Linked DNA regions of Mus musculus: region 2 is linked to region 1. Evidence: chromatin contacts called from public HiChIP or PLAC-seq data. All regions are on one chromosome and are shown on one strand. Each heading gives the region's core, a stretch centred on a gene start, on an enhancer-like site or on the middle of the called end of the contact. The rest is flanking DNA. Distances are from core to core; before and after follow the strand shown.

Region 1 (2,700 bases), core at 112-2,611:
CCATCTGAGTGAGAAGACAGAACTCAAGCAGAAAGCTGAGTTATTCATCTGAACTGGGGATAAGCTTTAAGTCTGACGCGGGACTGGGGCTTGAACGGAGAGTCAAATGTGAGAGCTGTGAAGGTGACAGCCCACAGTCTTGCCCGGTGGCCTGCCTGTGCATCTTGGAAGCACCACCAAGCCCAGTAGGGACCTTAGGGATAGCCACTCTTGGAGAGGCAGAATTCAGGGTCTGGGCATTGTCAAGGCCACAGAGGTGGGCTCTTAAACCCCAAAAGGGACACTCCTGAGTTAGCCAACTTGAAAGAGAAGCCAGGATCTCATCAGCTTTCCTTCATTCAAAATTAGAATCTACTGGAAGGGAACAGAATCCCGTGATCTTTGCCAAAGCAGAAAGCTTTTTGATATTAGCATACCTAGGACTAACGAGAGCTTTGAAAGATGTTAAAGAATTTACATCAAAGTGAATGAAAGGATGAGTCTGACCGGGTTGGGGCCCAGTGAGATAGGGGCTCATTGCTAGGGGTTCATTGCCAGGGGCTCATTGCTAGGCTTGACCCCGAGACCCACATGGTGGAAGGAGAAAATCAACTGTGCAAGTTGTTTCTGACCTCTACGTGTGGTCCCAACACATTAACATAGACATAAAATAGATTCACATTGAAAAGAAAATTCATCTCTGTCTAGTGCCATCCTCCTTGAAACTTGTGCCCCAGGAGAGGAAATGGCAGAAGACGCAAATTTACAGGCTGAAGCATAAGAGAAGGATGAGGCCGAGGTCGAAGTAAACCAGCCTGTGCCCCGACCAAGCCTGGGGGAGCAGAAGGAAAGGATGCCTCGGGCTGGGACGCTGGTACAAGTTGTTGGACTGTGTGCTGTGTCTGTGCAGGTCTCAGTGGACCTGGAAAACCATCTCACCAAGATCACCCAGGAAGCCGACTGCCTCCCTACAACCAAGACAGTCCCACTCTCTCTGCCTTGGACCGTTGGCATTCTGGACTGGTTGGTTCTGTTCTCACTTGTGTCCAAGTGTAAGTTATATACAATAAACCATCTTTCTCACTGTCTCAGATGAAGACAAAGGAAAAGGAAAAAAAAAAAAGGAAACCAACTGGGTGAGTTTGGCAGCAGATTGGACACACAGAAGAAAGGATCTGTGATTCTGAAAACAGGCAGTAGAGAACACCACAGAGAAAGTACACAGAGGGAAGATAGATTGGGAATGTAGGACTAGATATTGCCCAAAGTCATGTTGACTGTCAGGGTAATTTCAGTCCCCCAAACGGAAGAGGAGTGGGGCAGAAAAAGTTACGTGAAGTTGTGATTAAAAACAAAACCACATGAAGAGAAGTCCAGGAAGTGTGGCGGGACATGACAGGACCACATGTGTGCTTAGAACTTTTAGTTACTTTCTGTGCCTGAGTGTGGCAGTCAAAAGACAGCTCATGAAAGTCAGTTCTTTTCTCCTACCATATGGGTGCTGGCAAGGAACTCATGTCATAAGGTTTGGTGGGAAGCACCCTTACCATCACCAGCCTGCTATCACCATTTTGAGGATACTTACTACTCAATGTCTGCCTTGGTTTCTGATTTTTGAGTCAACCATAGTTCTGGTCATTGTTCCCTTTGTCTTTATTATTCATGTATGTATGTATGTATGCATGTGTATATATGTGTGTGCATGTATATATGCATGTATGCATACATGCATTATGTATGTATATAGTTTAGGGGTGCTGAGGCACAGTGTTTGCACAAACAAGGCGCATGCTCTACCACTAAGCCATACCTCCAGTCCTAACAAGCAGAGCGGCACATCCTGGCAAGACATTGAGACTGCTGAGCCGAGCTGCATGTTCTAGGAGGAGCAGAGTGAGTGAAGAACCCCAAATCTTTGCCTTACTGAGCTTGCATCCCAATGGCAAGGAGGAAGCGAGCCGCAGCGAGCACAGTAAAGTTCAGAGTCAGTGTGGGCAGAGTAAGGGCACTAGACTTCTCAGGAATGATCAGGAAAGGCCCTGTAAAGTGACATTTTGAGAGACACTTGAAGAAATGAGGAAGCAAACCTCATGCATTTTTAGAGAGAAAGAATTCTATGAAAAGGGAAGGACTGGTGCCCGAGGAAGAAGTCGTATGGAGTGAATTCCAGGAACAGGAAAGCGTGCTGTACGGACAGGGTAGGCAGTGGTTCGAGGCAGGCTCGCTGTGCTTTAGGAGGATTGCTCCCTCTGAGGAGTTTGGACTTGTTCTGAAGACTTTGGGAATCATCAGTTTTACACAGATGGGTGATGCTTTAGTAGGCTCAACCTGACGGCCATGTCAAGAATAGACCGTTGCTGGTGCACGCCATTAATCCCAGTGCTTGGGAGGCAGAGGAAGGCAGATCTCTGAGTTTGAGGCCAGCCTTATCTACAGAGTGAGACCTTGTCTTTAAAGATTAATAATAGTAATAATAACAATACTACCCCCACCAGGAAGACAATAATTGTCATTGCAGAGATGATCTGATGTTCACTAAAATAGAATGGAAAAAAACCAAACCAAACCAACCAAACAGCAGAAACACGCCCCACCCAAGCTATTTAATAACTAGGAAAGAGAAGATAGCAACTATATCAAGAAACCCATTGCAAGCTACCATAAAAAACAATAGACAAAATCACACCAAAAAGAAGACAGAGAAAGTGGAAATAAACTAGG
Region 2 (2,700 bases), core at 70-2,569, 66 kb before region 1:
GTGGCTTTGGGAGGAAGGGAGGAGAAAATTGAGTTTCTCTAGCTTATTTTAGTCTTTCACTTTTTATTTTCTGAATAGCTTCTCCTGCCCAAGCAGCTCTATAAAGTACAGTGTGTTCCTCGATCATTACTTACTCATTACTAACTGGTCTCTCCTGCTTGCCTTTGTCTGTGAAATAAATACAGGGGCCCTAACGATAATTGCTGGCTCTATCGCAGGCTCACCAATTACAGATCAACAGGGAAGGCAGCCGATGGTGGTTTGTGGTTGGTGCTGACTGCCCACCTAGCAAACGTGAGCGAGCCATCACCCTGTGGCTGGGTTACTGCCACAGGCCTCTCCTGGCTCTGTGCTTTGGCTCCCGTGATGGCCTCTCTTGGTTCTCTTGGTTTAGGTTTCAGACTCACTTTACCCTGTATCTGTTCTTGTTTCCACCTTGGTTTCCATCTCCTTGTAGTGCCTCTGAGGTATTCATGCAAGAGACAAGGTCTCACTATCTAGCCCTGCTAGCCCTGGAACTCATTATGTAGACTAGGCTGGCCTAGAACTCACAGAGATCCACCTGCCTCTGTCCCTGGCATTAAAGGCATGTACCACTATGCCCAACCTGCTTGCTGATAGCCTTAATTTGTAAGAGGTGGGGTTGTTTTTTTCTTTTAGAGGTACTGGGGGTTAAAGCCCAGGCCTTATACATGCTAGAGAAAAGCTTCACCACTCAGCTGCACCAAGCCTTCCGCCTTTTATTGTGGCTTCTGTGTTATCTGGAGAGCGAACTCAGGGTCTCGTGCATGTTATACTCACCGAGCTGTATACCAGCTGGGAAGTGGTTTCTTGAAACCTTTGGTTTTCTTTACCTTTCTGTCTGCTGAGTCCAAGTAAAGGTGTCTCTGTGAACACCCAGTTAGCTTCCTTTTAATTGCTGCTGATCTGCAGTCTACACAAAGCACAAAGCAGAGGAAACTGCATTTTACATTAGGCCACCGGGCACAAGGGTGGGGATTTTAGTTGTTCGAGTAGTGAAGGAGTCTATGTTACATGGATGTGTGTCCACATGGGACACATTTGCGTCTGCTTTTCCCAGGTATTTGGCGTATAGACACCTTGCTAACCCTGCTATGGGGTGGCTGTGTACTGTGTTTCTTAGCTCTTGAGTGGTACTCAGTCCACACTTTAGGACCTAAGTGAGTGTGTGTGCTCACTTACACAGGCTGGAGATGCATTGCACAGTTGCTGCCTGGCTTCCTGCTGGGAACCTAGGGTGCAGCGTTCCCACTGGGGTGCCCATATACTGATGTTCAGTGGAGCATTGCCACTTGGGCAGTATAAAGAGGGCATTTATGAACAGGAGCATCAGAGGAAGCATTATAACCGAGACCTTTATAGCCTTTCCATTATTATGGTTTAAATCTTGACAGTATTTATTTGCAGTGACACTGGGACCAGTAAAGCCAGCGCTCGCTCCCACCTCCTCGCTCTTCCTTTCCCACATCCTGTCCTGAAGCTGTCCTGCACGACCGAGTGTGCGGACAGAGCAGCTTGCTTTCAGTTTGTCTAGAAACAGTCCCGTTGACTCAGGCTGGAAGCCAGAAGACTCCCCGTCTGTTTGTCTCACTGCAACTGTTGTTTCACAAACGCCCCGAAAGCTGCGAGCTGCGGATGCCAGCGAGAGGGCTGTCTTTCTGCGCGAGCTCCCTCACCTCTCGTCTGTCTTTCCCTTTCTTTACCCCTCTTTCCTCTCGGAATTATTTTCTCTTTCACTACCCTCTCTCTGTCTGTCCCTCCCTGCCTCCTGCTCACCTTTGATGACTGTGGTGGCATGTGTAGGTGACTGTGGTGGCATGTGTAGGTGACCGTGGTGGCATGTGTAGGTGACCGTGGTGGCATGTGTAGGTGATGGGGTTTTGGCTGACGTCATGGTGTACTCTTTCAAGCTTTAGTGCTATTTGATTGAAAGTGTGTACTTCCCAGCTAAAACATTTGTTTAGATTTGTTTCATGTGTGTATGTACACCACAGGTGTGTGTGCCCGAGATACTTGGAGGTCAGACCCCCTGGAGCAGGAGTTAGGGATGGCTGTGAGCTTCCATGTACGTGCTGGGAACCAAACCTGGGTCCTCTGAGAGAGGATCAAATGCTGCTTGTTAACCACTGAGCCATCTCTCTAGCTCCAGTTGTCACCTTTTTGTTGTCTGTTGTAGAAATGGAGGTGTCGTTGCATGTCAGGGTTTATAGAGTACTCATTGGGTTTAGTGCTGGAAGCCAGGTGCTGTGCCAAGTCATAGCAGTAACTCAGTGGCATGACTTCATAATTCGTAAGACAAGAGGCATTCTGTGCCTAGTCTTTAAGTCTGTTTCCCCCACCAAAAGGCTGCCACAATCACAGAAGGACCAGTTGCACGGAAACTTACTCAAGTGGCTTCTAAGTAGGACTATGACTTTTAGGGGCCATAGGACCTATGACCTGTAGGGACTGAGTGAGGCCTGTGACCTCTAAGGCACACTTTGTCTTACCTGTAAGACCGTAGCAAAGTGTATATTGTTCTTCGAGGCCCTGGATCATTAACCTCCAATCCTGAAGGTGCTCTGTAACTGGAACTGTGATGTGAAGAGCAGGTATCTGTGGGCGGGGTGGCGGAATCTCTGACTGTACTTACTAGGGATTTCAGTCAGGGCTTGGAGAATCTCTTCCTGATATCTGACA

What was found. HiChIP or PLAC-seq counts read pairs in DNA pulled down with a chosen protein or histone mark.
Region 2: a contact with region 1 is called in an H3K27ac HiChIP or PLAC-seq map of embryonic stem cells, with 19 read pairs. The contact joins two enhancer-like sites. A contact is called at or near these places in 1 of 484 Hi-C or Micro-C datasets (CD4 T cells), 4 of 115 datasets of contacts at active chromatin or transcription factors (T-cell acute lymphoblastic leukemia, embryonic stem cells and intestinal crypt epithelium) and 3 of 9 other capture datasets (embryonic stem cells, embryonic tail and embryonic trunk).

Annotation. Positions count from the first base shown.
Region 1 is chr4:148,996,987-148,999,686 of GRCm38.p6, reverse strand. The region is part of intron 3 of Pex14 (peroxisomal biogenesis factor 14); the gene reads left to right. It overlaps Gm42351 (a long non-coding RNA gene), which reads left to right. Exons shown (of 2, transcript XR_881580.3): 2 at 1-2,671. Among named protein-coding and RNA genes, the nearest start is that of Gm42351, 12 kb to the left of the region's middle. Within about 2 kb of position 1,361, at least 9 of the 459 cell types and tissues checked have an H3K27ac peak or open chromatin away from gene starts, as enhancers often do.
Region 2 is chr4:149,063,125-149,065,824 of GRCm38.p6, reverse strand. All of the region lies in intron 2 of Pex14 (peroxisomal biogenesis factor 14), which reads left to right. Among named protein-coding and RNA genes, the nearest start is that of Gm46722, 34 kb to the left of the region's middle. Within about 2 kb of position 1,319, at least 30 of the 459 cell types and tissues checked have an H3K27ac peak or open chromatin away from gene starts, as enhancers often do.